Linked DNA regions of Mus musculus: region 2 is linked to region 1. A link is a contact called in public HiChIP or PLAC-seq data. All regions are on one chromosome and are shown on one strand. Each heading gives the region's core, a stretch centred on a gene start, on an enhancer-like site or on the middle of the called end of the contact. The rest is flanking DNA. Distances are from core to core; before and after follow the strand shown.

Region 1 (3,290 bases), core at 559-3,058:
CTCTCTGTCTCTGTCTTTGTCTCTGTCTCTCTCTCCTCTCTCCCCCTCTCTCTCTGCTTGCTGGCAGGCTCTTACCTGCTGATCACTGATGGCTCTTGTTTTCTCTACTTGTATATATTTTTTGTTTGCTTGCTTGGTTTGGGTTTCTTTGTTTTGCTTTTTGAAACAGCCTCATTGTAACCATGGCTGGCCTGGTTAGCCATGTAGACCAGATTAGCCGTGTAGAATTCAGAGATTTGCCTTCCTTTGCCTCTCCCAAGTGCTAGGATTGAAGGCATGTGCCATCACACCGGCTCTAATAGTTTTCTTTTCTTTTCTTTTCTTTTCTTTTCTTTTCTTTTCTTTTCCTTTCCTTTCTTTTCTTTTTTGGTTTTTCGAGACAGGGTTTCTCTGTATAACCCTGGCTGTCCTGGAACTCACTTTGTAGACCAGGCTGGCCTTGAACTCAGAAATCTGCCTGCCTCTGCCTCCCGAGTGCTGGGATTAAAGGTGTGTGCTACCACGCCGGGCTATTTTTATTTTCTTAATAAAGCTATTGTTATTCCTAAGTCTGTATGTCTAAACTAAATTAAGGCTCAATTTTAAGTTATCTGGAGTAGCAGTAAGACAGGTTGTTAAATAAGTTTTGCAGACAGCTTGCTTTAGTTTCCATCGTTAAGTAAGCCTTAGTTACTTCCTGTTTTAAATAAATGAGTATTAAGGATCTCCACTCCTTGACTCACTCAGCACAAGCATTTCACTGAAGATATCCAGACACGGCAGTATCGGTCTTTGGAAGTCCTGATAGGATCTGGCTACAACACCCCTGCTGACATCTGGAGCACAGCATGCATGGTGAGCCCTGCCCACTGCCTTCCCTGTTTGCTAATGCAGTACTGAGCAGAGTGTCACACAGCTGCTCTCAGTGTTATGTCAGAAACCATGGGCGTGGCATGGTGGGGTGAGGGCAGGGGTGGGGTGGGTTGAAAGCCATTGTTCAAAGGCATTCTTTTTCCTGTATTGGTTACTATTGTCCTTGAGCTTATAGCCTTGACCTGTTTGCAGACTTGGGATGCCACTGGAAGGATGCTGTCCTCTGCAGTGGGGCCACTCCTCAGATGTCTGGGTCAGTCAGGTGTGAAGCCCGGGCACCTGTGAATCCACACGTCGCTGCTTTACGCTGGGGAGTTTATGCCTTGATTTAGTTTTCCCCTTTGTTACAGTCTGTGCTTGTCAACATCAGCCAGTGGGCGTGCTTTCCTGTGGACCTAGGCTTTGAGTTTGAGTTGAAGCTTTCTGTGCTCAGAAAGACCCTGACTGCTCAGGCCACACAGGTTGGGGACATAGTCCCTTCACTTGGTTTTACACAGTGGCCTTGGGTTCCTGCTTTTCCAAGTCAACTCACACTCAAACTGGCTACAAGCACTAGCTTGGTATTTTGTTACCCTTTATACCTTTGTACAAATTCAAGACCAGACATAGAGAAGACAGCTTGGTGGGCATGGGGGTGTCACACTTGCTGAAAGTGTCACTCCCAGGGAAGCTCCCCTGTGTGTCAGGTTTGCACACTTACACTTTAATTGCTGTTTTATTAGTCCCAGCAGTAAGCCAAGAGGAGAGGCTTACAGAGGAGAGGTGGGAACTTGTTAAGCCTGGTGAGGCAGAAGGATTGCCAAGAATCCAAGTCCACCTTGGGCTGCATAGTCTGGAAAATGTCCGTGTAATCTGGAATGTAAATTATGTTTCCAACTCTGTAGGATTCCAGTGCAGGATGGGGCTGCTTGTCTCATGGGTGGTTTATGTGCAGCCTCTCAACACCCGCTGCGCCCTCTGCTGGCCACGGGGAGAAACTGGGGCCTGGAAGAGAGCACTGTCATCAAGCTACATATTTCTGGCTACAGAGTGCCATGATGAAATCTGACTCATCTCAGATACCATTTCTTGGTGGCTAGAAGAGTCTTGAAGGCCCATGACCTAGCTCTGGATAAAGGCACCTGATAAGCTGACTCCAAGCCCTGAGACATACATGGAGGGAAAGAAAGAGCCAACTCTTAAAAGTTGTTCCCACAGTCACCAGAGAGCTAGTAAGAAACAAGCAGCTAAACATTTGTTGTAAAGAGCATCCCGCTAGAATCCTACAGACATTCCAGGTTACAAGGACATTTTCCAGACTGTGCGGCCCAAGGTGGACTCGGATTCTTGGCAGTCCTGCCTCGCCAGGCACAACAAGTTCCCGCCTTTCCTTTAAATTTTTTTTTGTTTTGTTTGGGTCCCCCCTCCCCTGCCGAGACAGGGTTTCTCTGTGTAGTCCTGGCTGTCCTGGAACTCACTCTGTAGACCAGGCTGTCCTCAAACTCAGAAATCTGCGTGCCTCTGCCTCCCGAGTGCTGGGATCAAAGGCGTGCGCCACCATGCCCAGCTAAACATTTGTTTTAAAGAGCATTCCGAGCGCTCCGTCTGTTGAAGTGCGGCTGTGTTGTGTGGTGAGAAGCAGTTAGCCCACTGCTGGTCGGCTCCGCTCTGCTGTGCTCTGTGCTCTCCTTTCCCTCAGGCTGCCCCAACATCAGTGCTGACTGAGGAGGCTTTTCTCCTTTTCCCATTTTATTGGTCTGTAGCTGTCATTCAGAAGCAATCTGAGATGCTTCTCAAGTGGCCGTCTAGGTTTGGGATCAGATAGCAGAGGCTTTGCAGCTGTGTTCTGTTTCTCTGATACTTTCATGCGCTGTCTCTTCCTTAGGCCTTTGAACTAGCCACAGGGGACTATTTGTTTGAGCCTCATTCAGGGGAGGATTACACACGAGATGAAGGTGAGTCCCGTTTGCCAGCTGTTTGTGTGTAGCTGTTTTGCTTTTCACTGTAACTGGCATCGTTTGTTGGCACCAAAGGCCTCTGGTACTGCTCTAGGTTTGTATGAGACCCCAAAACAGGAGAAATGCAGCCAGCGTAAAGCTGGGTGGGACAAGGATGTCGTCATAGCACTGAGGAGGCAAAGCCAGTAAGGAAGTGCTTGCCTGGGAAAGTGTGAGCTAAGGAGTGCAGTGTCTATGTAAAAGGTGCCGGTGGTGTGCTTGCCCCTCCTCGCAGTTGGTCAGCACTCCCTTGGTGGTCCTTTACTTAGCGGTTGTGGAGGTCTGCCATGCTGACGTGGCATTTGCTCTGCTACATCCTGGTTATGGCTTCCAGAGCAGCTGCAGTGTGGCTAAGCTCAGGAAGCTCACAGTCAGGCAGCACGCTTGTGGGCCTCAGGCTTCCTGAACACTGTGCTCTGCTTTGGTCTCACGTTGACCAGCTAATCCTTGAAGCTATTCGTG
Region 2 (3,051 bases), core at 340-2,839, 190 kb before region 1:
ATGGGAACAGATATTTTGCCCGCAGGTGCATCTGTGAAACCTCTGTGTGTCTGGTGCCTGCAAAGGCAGAGAGAGGGCAACCGATCCCCCGGGTTACAGAGGGTCATCAATTGTAGTGTGGGTACAGGGAGTCGAACCCAGGGCCTCTGGAAGATCAGTCCCTGTTGTTAACAGCTGAGTCATCACCCCAGCGCCCAGAAAGTTACTTTAGGACAAGAGCAGGCTGAGACTAGAGAGCTCCTTGAGCTAATTAGTTTGTAAGCAAGGAGGTTGAATCTCAACCAAGGTTGAGCCAGTAACTGGGGAATCGTGGGTTTAGCTGCACCCTGCTCTAGTGTCCACCTATAAGGGGTGAGGCGTTCTATCAGACTTAAGCTGTCTCATGGCTGTAGCATCCCTCCTAATGCACTTGCACTGGCAGACCCTGTGGGCTATGCCAGCTAACGCTGCGGCAGCCTGCAATAACTGACCTTTGGGGTTTGAGTTTATTAAGCATGTAGCAAGAAGAAAGGACAGCGAGTAGCACTTAGAAGGACAAACAGACAAACCATCCAAGCAGGAGTTCATGACATCCAGCAGGGATCACAGCAGGGTCCTGACTGAGAGAGCAAACAAAGCGACCAACCGCCAAAAGGCAGCTCTCAGATGTCCAGCAGAGATGATGCACTGGGAGATGGCGCTGGTGTTAGTTCTGGGAATAAACTGCCCCCATCCCACAAGGCATTTTTTACAAGGTGGGAGAAGACATATAGTAACCTCTTTGTAAAACGGAAATTCCTTTTATAAAAACTTCCCTTAGAAAAGATTGCATCTGAGCTGGAGAGACCCTTGGGTAGATAAGAGCACTTGAGGCTTTTACAGAGGACCCTGGTTCAAACCCGAGCTCCACGGGATCCAATGCCCACTTCTAGTTTGGGAGGGCACCCATATACATACAGCGCGCTCGCACATGTGAACACACACACACACTCTTTAAAATGCTATAAAATGAAAAAGAATTATAAAAATTATCTATGTGTATGAGTGGTTTTGCCTGTCAGTATTTCTGTGTGTAAATATTCAATGCCCGTGGAGACCTGAATTAAAAAGCAGTTTCTGGGACCTCGCAAGCCTCTATTCAGGTGCTGGGAACCAAATCTGGGTCCTCTGGAGAAGCAGCCAGTGTTCCTAACCACTGAGCCATGTCTCTAGTCCCTAAGATGCCTTACTTTTTACTTTTTAGCTGTTCTCCAGGTCACAGGGTTTTTAATTTTCTTTAGCTGCTGTTGCAGGATATTTGATCACACTGTGAACCCTGAAATTGTGTTATTTACTAAAAAAACACTGTTTCTAGTTGTAGTGTGGCTCAGCCTTAGCACGCGCGCGCGCGCGCGCGCGCGCACACACACACACAGACACATCTTCAATCCCAAGCATCAAAGTTAGTTTATACAAGGAAGCTCCCATTGTTTGGTTTCAGAACCAGGGTCTGAGGTGCATATTTTACATATCAAAGCAGACCAGACCTCCAGGTTCTCCCAGCATCCCCCAGGCCCTATCGGGCATACCCTGCCCCAACCCTGAACTTTCCAGCCCAGAGGCTGGGCTGCCATTCCCTCAGAGACTCTTCTCTATATAACCCAGTTGAGTTGCATCAGCCAGCAGAGATCAGAGAGAACTGTAGAAGGGTGAGCTTATTCTTACCCTTCGGTCTCAGAGGCTGAAAAGATTCTAGGCCTTAATCAAACTGTATGGAGCTTAGAAGCTTCCAGCTTCCTGGACCGGGCAGAAGGAGGCAGCAAACCTTGGAGATGACAATTACTTCAGGCAAATAAAAGATACTTTTAGCCTGGAGGTGGCACACGCCTTTAATCCCAGCACTTGGGAGGCAGAGGCAGGCAGATTTCTGAGTTTGAGGCCAGCCTGGTCTACAAAGTGAGTTCCAGGACAGCCAGGGAGACACAGAGAAACCCTGTCTCGAAAAACCAAAACGAAAAAAAAAAAAACAAAAAACCAAAAAAACCTTTTATAGCTTGCTGTTTTCTTCTGTTTGCAGAGCCCAGAGATGGGGGTAGGGAGGTGGGGTGTCAGCGGGCCAGGGACAGGAGGTTTGAGAAGGCACTTAAAATAAACAAGCTTAAGTAAGTTAAAGGAGGGCCCCTGGAGGGGGGCAATTTCCCTACCTAATTATTCTAGTTATCTTTTCTCCAGGCTGTGGCAAACTAAAAACCTGGCAAGAGTGACTTAAAGGGAGAAATGGCTTCTTTTAGTGGGTGGTTTGTAAGGATAATCCACCATGGTGGGGAAGTTATGGGGCCAAACCGTTAAGAGGCAGAGACATGCATGCTGGCCCCTGGGTGGAGAGAGATCAAGGTTGGTCCTCAGCTGGCATTGGGACCCCAGCCATGGGAGGATGTTACCCACAATCAGGCTAGATCTCCTGTCCTCAGCTACAGTTAGGGTGGGGGACACCCTAACAGACAAGCCCAGGAGTGTGTCTCCCAAGTCCAGTCACATGGACAAGACTAACTCCCACAATACTGCTCTTATGGTCTCTCTGCCACCTCAGAAATGCCCAACCCCATTAAATGTAGGCATTCCATCCCAGTCCCACGGTCCCACAGCATCTGAGGCATGGAGGTGGCTTTTCAAAGATAATGGTACTGTCCATCAAGACCTCAGGTCTTTGATGAAGTGAGTCAGGTCTGAGGCACAGGGTTACATATGTCTGTTACATAGGAGAAACACTTGCAATGTCTGCTTCTTCCTTGACAATTCCTTCTGTGTTATATTAGGAAACTTCTGGAACATCAGCAGTGTGGTCCATGGCTGGGGAGATGGTTCACTAGGTAGAAGGACTCGCTGTATAAGTAGGAGGGCCTGAGTTCAAATCCTAGGACTCACATAAACAGTCAGGTACGGTTGTATGCGCCTGTAACCCCGGCATGGGCAGACAGAGACAGGAAGCACACAGACACAGACACACACATCACCACTATCATATCGCATACAAAAGTGCTCTGTGGAGTGAGAGGTAGCTCAGATGGTAAGTGCTTGCTAAACAAGCCTGGG

Evidence for each region. HiChIP or PLAC-seq counts read pairs in DNA pulled down with a chosen protein or histone mark.
Region 2: an H3K27ac HiChIP or PLAC-seq map of embryonic stem cells shows a contact between it and region 1, with 5 read pairs. The contact joins two enhancer-like sites. A contact is called at or near these places in 1 of 484 Hi-C or Micro-C datasets (palatal mesenchyme), 1 of 115 datasets of contacts at active chromatin or transcription factors (embryonic stem cells) and 1 of 9 other capture datasets (adipose tissue).

The regions. Positions count from the first base shown.
Region 1 is chr17:28,591,714-28,595,003 of GRCm38.p6, reverse strand. It overlaps Srpk1 (serine/arginine-rich protein specific kinase 1), which reads left to right. Exons shown (of 16, transcript NM_016795.4): 13 at 727-834; 14 at 2,717-2,786. Among named protein-coding and RNA genes, the nearest start is that of Lhfpl5, 18 kb to the right of the region's middle. Within about 2 kb of position 1,808, at least 47 of the 459 cell types and tissues checked have an H3K27ac peak or open chromatin away from gene starts, as enhancers often do. A contact at or near this core is called in embryonic stem cells, where this site is marked.
Region 2 is chr17:28,786,214-28,789,264 of GRCm38.p6, reverse strand. No RefSeq gene overlaps it. Among named protein-coding and RNA genes, the nearest start is that of Brpf3, 13 kb to the left of the region's middle. Within about 2 kb of position 1,589, at least 12 of the 459 cell types and tissues checked have an H3K27ac peak or open chromatin away from gene starts, as enhancers often do. A contact at or near this core is called in embryonic stem cells, where this site is marked.